2 separate regions of the Rattus norvegicus genome follow, and region 2 is linked to region 1. The links are chromatin contacts, called in public Hi-C maps. All regions are on one chromosome and are shown on one strand. Each heading gives the region's core, a stretch centred on a gene start, on an enhancer-like site or on the middle of the called end of the contact. The rest is flanking DNA. Distances are from core to core; before and after follow the strand shown. Region 1 has its middle 26 kb from the start of Nsun2. Region 2 overlaps Srd5a1 (steroid 5 alpha-reductase 1).

The links. Hi-C and Micro-C count contacts between places; a contact is called where the count stands out from the background.
Region 2: a Hi-C map of liver shows a contact between it and region 1, with 2.4 times the contacts expected there. The contact joins two enhancer-like sites. A contact is called at or near these places in 3 of 12 Hi-C or Micro-C datasets (kidney and liver).

The regions. Positions count from the first base shown.
Region 1 is chr1:35,485,925-35,489,802 of GRCr8, reverse strand. No RefSeq gene overlaps it. Among named protein-coding and RNA genes, the nearest start is that of Nsun2, 26 kb to the left of the region's middle. Within about 2 kb of position 2,007, at least 1 of the 93 cell types and tissues checked has an H3K27ac peak or open chromatin away from gene starts, as enhancers often do. A contact at or near this core is called in liver, where this site is marked.
Region 2 is chr1:35,531,713-35,535,590 of GRCr8, reverse strand. The region is part of intron 3 of Srd5a1 (steroid 5 alpha-reductase 1); the gene reads right to left. Among named protein-coding and RNA genes, the nearest start is that of Srd5a1, 19 kb to the right of the region's middle. Within about 2 kb of position 1,775, at least 4 of the 93 cell types and tissues checked have an H3K27ac peak or open chromatin away from gene starts, as enhancers often do. A contact at or near this core is called in liver, where this site is marked.

The DNA of each region.
Region 1 (3,878 bases), core at 758-3,257:
ACTTCCACATTGCTGTTCATCACCAAAGGAAGTCAGGACAGGAACTCAAGCAGGTCAGGAAGCAGGAGCTGATGCAGAGGCCATGGAGGGATGTTACTTACTGGCTTGCTTCCCCTGGCTTGCTCAGCTTGCTTTCTTATAGAACTCAGGACTACCAGCTCAGGGATGGCACCACCCACAATGCTTGGGCCCTTCCCTCTTGTTCACTAATTGAGAAAATGCCTTACAGATGGATCTCATGGAGGCATTTCCTCAAGGGAGCCTCCTCTGTCTGAAAACTCCAGTTTGTGTCAAGTTGGCACACAAAACCACGGCCCATCTTCAGCCATGATCTATGGACAGCCCTGTGGTGGGTGACTCAGAAACTCAGCAGGGTAAGAACATTGACCCACACTCAACACAACTGTCACATTCCTCCTCCTCCAATGTTCACCTGTGGGCTAATGGTTAGAGAACTAGATGGAAGCATGGCAAACAACTAAAAATAAAGTGGGAGGAAGGACATAGCCATACACATGGACGGACGGACGGGAGCATGCTTCTGGAAGCCCATACACATGGACGGACGGACGGGAGCATGCTTCTGGAAGCCCATACACATGGACGGACGGACGGGAGCATGCTTCTGGAAGCCCATACACATGGACAGATGGACGGGAGCATGCTTCTGGAAGCCCATATACATGGACGGACGGACGGGAGCATGCTTCTGGAAGTGATCTTGGTCAGGAAGTATGTACATTTCAAGTAATAGCTGGTATTATTAGGCTTGTCAATTATCAGCATAGATTCAATGGCAAGACATAGTGTGGAGGGTTGGGTAGGTACGGCCCCCATAGACTCATGAGTGAATGCCCGGCTCACTGGGAGTGGCACTATTAGGTATGTAGCCTTGTTGGAGTAGGTATGGCATTGGGAGAAGTGTGCCAACTGTGGGGACAGGCTTTGAGATCTATGAACACAGTCCCCTTCTGTTGCCTATAGATCAAGATGTGGAACTTCTGGCTTCTCCAGCCCCATGTCTGCCTGTAGGCCGCCATACCTCCCAACACGACTTGTTTTTAAAACAACATCCGATTAACCACATGAAGACACAGGACCCAGACACTGATGAAAGCCTGCTAGCTCAGAGAGGCAGAGAGAGAGAGCACCCAGCTGGACCGTCCTCCTCCACTTACACCCCAGAAGGAAAAAGCCCCTCCTTGTTCTCCTCACTGTCTTAAATACCCTTCAACTCAAAGACCCTCCTTCCTCCTTCCTGGGTTTCCTTATGTTCACTCCCTGTCAACTGATTGCTTGCTGTGCTCTTGACCTATCGTTGACTTCATTTAGCTCTTGTTTACAGAAAGCTCTTGGGTTAAAGGTGTGTGCCAGGGCTGAGCCACACCACGTACTTGTTTATAGCAAACAGAAAGCTCTTGAGTAAAAAGTCCACAGCAAGGTTTTTCCTGTTCACAATCCTGGGGTTCACAACGTGATTGAGATGCCAAATCTTTTAAGTTCAGACTTCATTTTAAAGAACCTGACCTAAGTTTGAACTCAGGTAAACTAACTAGAACTCAGGCTGGTGCCTAGCATTAGTTTTTAAGTTACCTCCCAACAAACTCAAGCCTAGCTCCAGTCTCTAGGCTAATCCCCAACAGGACCAGCATTTCCAGGTTATACCCTCAACAAGAGCAGCGCTCCAGGTTATTCCCCCAATAAATTTGCACCCCCAGGTTACAAGCCTACCCCCAGCCTAACAACCACCAGTACAGAGTGGAGCAGAAGTTAAGTTTATAATATGACTCCCAGCACCAGCCAATTATATTAAGGGGCCATAGTAGTGTTCCAATTACATGCCTGCACACACACTTCCTACTTGCTGCTTACTATAAAGCCCTGCCCCGTATACATTTGGGGTTCTCCCACCATTAAAACCATCCTGCATGAGAGGTGTGTTGGGGGGTGGGGGCTGAGCTAGCTTGAATAGACTAAAGACCGTGCTGTGAGTTGCATCAGATCGGCTCCTGTGTTTTTCGGGGATCATTAACATTTCCCTGGCACTCCATGATCAAATAACCTGTAACAGACTGAATCTCTGTAAGCCAGCCCCAATGAAATGTTTTTCTTACAATAGTTGATTTGCTCATGGTATCTCTGTCTTCACAGCAATGAACCCTTAACTAAGACAAAAATTGGTACCAGGGACTGGGGTATTGCAGTGATAGGCCTAACCATGCTTTTGTTTGGAGGAATGTGCATTTGGGGACTGTCTTAGGGTTTTACTGCTGTGGACAGACACCATAACCAAGGCAAATCTTATAAAGGACAGCATTTAATTGAGGCTGGCTTACACGTTCAGAGGTTCAGTCCATTACCATTATGGCAAGAGGATGGCAGCATCCAGGTAGGCACAGTGCAGGCAGAGCTGAGAGTTCTACATCTTCATCAGAAGGCTGCTAGTGGAATACTAACTTCCAGGCAGCTAGGGTGAAGGTCTTAAGCCCATGCCCACAGTGACACACCTTCTCCAACAAGGCCACACCTCCCATCAGTGCCACTTCCTAGACTAAGCATATACAAACTATAACAGATTTTGGATTTTGAAAGCAGTGGAATGCTTTAAATGGGACTTAATAAACCATACTATTAGAAGCATGGGGGCTGGAGAGATGGCTCAGTGGCGAAGAGCACCGACTGCTCTTCCAGAGGTCCCAAGTTCAATTCCCAGCAACCACATGGTGGCTCACAACCATTCTAGCGGAATCTGACGCCCTCTTCCCGTGTGTCTTAAGACAATGACAGTGTACACTATACTTACATGAAACAAATAAATATTAAAAAGAATTGTTTAGAAGCACGGAAAACCGTGGGGATGATTTGAACTGTGGGGACTTGGCTTACAGTGGAGAAGAATTTTAATATGTTGCCTAGAGATTGTTCTCAGTGATATTCTGGTGATGAAGAACGTGACTGCTTTTGGCCCTTGTCCAAAGAGTCTGCTTGGAGCTAAGGTGAGGAGATTTAGATTAATTGCATTAGGAAAGAAAATCTCAAAATGGCCTAAGACAGAACCCATTCTGTGGTTCACTTTTATGAAGAGTGTTTTGATCAAAGGTAGCAAGCTGAGAAAGGAAAAATACAAAATGTATGGTTCAGGGATTAAAAAGACACCAGGAAATAGAAAGGCCCTAAATCCTGTGCTCAAAAGAGATAAATACATTAAAGTTATTAAATGGAATTAAGGCACACAGTGACCTCCAGGCAAGATTCCATCCAGCTATCCTCCCATTTATGAAAAGGAATTAAAGAAAAACTTGAGTCCAAGCATAGTGGTACACACCTTTAATCCCCAAACTCAGAAGACCCATGCTGAGGTCAAGGCCAGCCTGGTCTGCAGAACAAATTCCATGACAGCCAAGCTTAGGCAGTGATGGAAACCATTGAAAACAGAAAGTTGGTAATGATGTAATTGAACATGGGGGTCATGTTCCAGCCCTAGCAAGCAGCAGACCTTGTCAGGTTTGGCCATGTGGTTCTGGCTTTATGGTCAAAGATAATAAGAAAGAGGTTATAGATTTTCCCTCTGCAACTAAAGAAAGTTGCTGAAGTCAGATGTGTGGCAGGGATGTCCTTGTACAGAAGCTCAGTGAATACTGGAAGAGGTTAGAGATGCCAGACCCTTGGGATACCTGCTGAGGAAAGCTGCTGACAAGTGGAGCCAGCGCCTTTGACATCAGACATGGAGTGCAGAGTTTGGAGTTTGCCCAGCTGGTTTTGATCCAGTATTTCCTCACTATGCCCCTTTCCCTATGTTTTGAACTGGTAATGTATATCCTGTGGCATGATATGTAGGAAGTATGTGACCTGGTTTTTTTTAACTTTAATTTTATAGG
Region 2 (3,878 bases), core at 526-3,025, 46 kb before region 1:
TATATACATGGCTGCTGGTTGCCAGAGGGTACTAAGCACAGTACAGTAGGGCTTCTTAACTCTGTGTCCAAGGCGTACAGAGCCTAGGAAGCCCGGAGTCTTGAGTGAATGTGTTGTCACGGGCATGGTCAAGTCAATGGGTCTTGGTCTTATGGGAGTGGCAACGCCTTCCCTGGCTGAGGCTCAGAGGATTGGGAAGGCCATTCTCTGGTCCCTGTGTGGTCATTGACAGTGTGTGTAGAAAATGTCTACCATAGCTTTCTCCCCACAGATATTTACAGCCTAGACTGCTCCCTTACAGAGCCTTCTGTCAAGGCCAGCTAAACCTCCCTCCTGGGTCTGGTTGTACTTCATACAGTCCACCTCTGAACCAGCTCTGTGCGATGACCTCAGCTCTCCATTCAATGTCATGAGCTTCTGGAGGCTGTGCTTTCACCGTCAGGTAGTCCTGTCTCGATCCTAGATCTTCTGTGTGACTATCTATGCCTGTGTTTCCTCCATTCCCTCACTGCCTCAGTCAGGTCCAAGTCCCAAAGAGGGTCTGTGACCTAACGTACAATTAAAGGGCATGATTTCAAATTCTAGGGGTTAAATTGTAGCGCGTGTGCGTGTGCACATCTCAAGTTCTGCACTTTTAGAATTCCTGTCCTCGTGCATCTGTGGTCAGAGCCCAGCAGGTTGTGGGGATCATGTGTTGCTTTAGATGCTTCTTGGGATGACACTGTCTCACTTGCCACCACAGAAAATAAGCCAGGCATGGTGGCACGGGACTGTTACCTCAGCACCAGATATGTAAGATCCTGCAGGAAAACCAAAGTGTCTTAGGGATATGACTCAGGACTTAGGGTATAGGCAGTGCTGCGGGAGGGGCTAGTATGCAAAGGAGGACTAGAGTCTGGGCGTGTGGTCAAAGGCAGCTGAGGGTTCTTGTCACCAAGTTTGATGACCTAAGTCCAACCCTCTGACCCCACAGGTTGGCAGGAAGAACTGAATCCATGAGTTGTCCTCTGACCTCCACACTTGTGAGGTGACATGTGTCTGCCCTGCACACATACGAATACACATACCCACATGATGATGATGATGATGATGATGATGATGATGATGAAAAATGGAAAAACAAAACAAAACAAAACCCTGACTCCTCGAACTAGGCACCTCTGCAGTCTCCCTTCAAATGCCACCCCAACATGGAGTGAGGCTGCAACAGGACACTAAGTGATCTTTCTCTTTGGTGTCCAGTGTGGAGAAGTGACTTTCTGGGGGAAACATGTGGGGGTGGGAACGGGGGTGGGTGAGCGCACAGCTGACTAACATCCCAGACACTCTGCTAGGTACTGCCCCTTTAAGACACAGGATGCATGTGACAAGAGTGCGTGACAAGTGTGTATAACATGCCACAAATGAATGCACTGCCAAGACATTAATATATGCTAATTTTATAAAGCTTACGATCAGGTCAGATGGCTCAGTCACCTGCCTTGTAAGCACAAGGGCTTGATTTTGATCCCCATCCCACAATCTCCGATCTCGGGAGATGGAGGCAGGCAGATCCCAGGGCCTTCTGACCAGCCAATCAAGCTTTTATGTGCTCTTTACAACGTTTTGAACAAAACAAACCCAGTGAATTGTTGCTGTCACCTATAACCTACAGTGCTTGCCCTTTGTCCAAGTTGCATGCTGCGAGTGTGGACTCGCTGGGATCCTATCTCCATATCTCCTCCAGATTCTGCCACCAACCTGCCAAACCACCTCGTTTGGCCTTGGCCGGTGGCACAGTTCACAGTAACTGCTGGCTCTGGTAAATGACTCCGCAGGGCGTGGCTCAGTCACTGAGCACAGACCTAGCATAGGAGAAAATGTGGTTGTGCTGAAGGTAGCGGCCAAAGAGTCTCTTGAAATCCATAGCGTTTGGCGAGGGGGTGAGTTCAAGACTCAGCTGTCACACCTCGTCCCGCGTGTCCTGGGTCTTCAAAACCACCAACAGAGTGCATGCAAGGGATGCTAGGGCAAAAAGCCTTTGTTTCCTCCTGGGTGGGGGTTGGGGGTGGGGGCACTCAAGGATCTGAACAGCCACCAAGCAGAGGAATGTCCGGGTGTAGCCAATGGTTTTCTGTCTGTTTCCTGCAATGTGTGCGGAGCTCCTCTGAATGGCAGGCGTGAGGCTCGGGCTTCCTCACCAATGCTCTCTTGACTTCAGTTTTGAGGGCATCCAGGGGCTTCCCCCTGCTTGTGGGGGTATCATGGAACTGAGTCTCAGACTTCATTTGATTCTGTTTTCCTTTCCATCTTTGACGTCGTCCTTCGGCGGGACCTGCTGGTTGTTCGGCTGTTGTTCTTGGTGTCCCTCCCCAAAAAGATTAGAAATGACGATCTGTATACGAGATGGCCTGACCTTTCCTGCGTGGCCGTGGCATCTCTTGTTGTCTGGGAGACATTAGCCTTTGCATCTCTGCTGAGCTTGTTCTAAGGGCTGTGTTGGCCTCTGGGGATGGTGCTGCTGCAGACAAGGGGGCGGTTAGTCCTCACTGTGGGGTGAAAGCAGATCCGCAGGCAGCACTCTGCTCCAGTCAATAGGCACCGAGGCTGCAGCCTCTTCATTCTGACCCCCAAGACAAACCGCACTGGGTGGGGTGTCAGCTGCAGCTTCCTCTCCTCCCTGAGAGGCATTCCTGTTCAGACAGGTTTCACTGCTGTTTCCTCAACAGTATGTCAGTGAGGGTCTCTTTACTTTCTCTTTCTTGATCTTCAGGTTTTTTGTTAATATGTTGGGACAGGTTTAGGACATAAATCTGCAACTGACATCAAGAAATGAGAGAGTCTTGGCATGATGGCACATGCCTTTGATACTAATCCTTGGGAAACGGAAGCAGGGATCCTGCCATCTCTGGACTCTATGAGTATCAGTGACTATGAAGTGTCCCCCATAGACTCATGTGTTTGAGCACTTTGTCCCCAGTTCCTGGCACCATCCAGGCAGCTCACAGAATTTTTAGGAGAAAATGGCTGTCAAGGTGGGTAGACTTTCAGAGTATTTCTAGCCCACTCCCGATTTTACCCTAGATCTTTCGGCTTCCAGATTCCTACTGTGAAGTATTCTGGCCATTTCTGCTGCCATGCTTCTCGGCACCCTCTCAACTGCAAGCCAAAACAAATCCTTCCCCAAGTTACTTTCTGTTCAGTAACTAGCTCTAGAGATGAGAGAGGTGTGCTGAGTCTCTTAGATGTGGTGTTTCTTGAACCTGTCACTTCTGTGATGGCTTGGGCACTTTGTGCATCCTTCTATTTGTTCCCTGTATCTGGCTCCCATGGCTGGAATCAGGTGCTTATCATGCAGATGTTGGTGGGAGCCAGGAGATAGGGACAGGGGCAGTCCCTGTCACTCTCCTTTAGAAAGTCACACTGGACTCTCCTGTGGAGTTCACAAGCACTCACAACTTCAACGGCCCTCTCCCATCCCTCACCTCTTGCCCCTCTTCCCATTACACCCGGGTTGTGCTGCTGTCTCCTTCACAGTGAAACCTTCGCACACAGAGGAGGGCATGTGACTGAGAAATCACTCTATACGCTTACACAGCTCAGGAAACTCCTGAAAGCAACAGGGTTGACAGGGTGTACCTCTCACGCTAGAAAGGCAATAGTTACCACTGGGGAGGAGAGACTCTCTGGCCCGTCAAGCTGCCAGTGGGCAAGTCAGGCAGGGTAAGTCCAGCAATGTGGCTTTCATGAGTCACTACCCTGGCTGGGGTGGGCTGTGGGGGGCCCAGCTGCCTCTGAGTCACCCCTGCTCCTGTAAACCACACCAACCAACCCACCTGCTCATGACTCTAGACTGGAGTAGAATCCTTTCTTCCAGCAGTCATTGGTGCCCTGCCTTG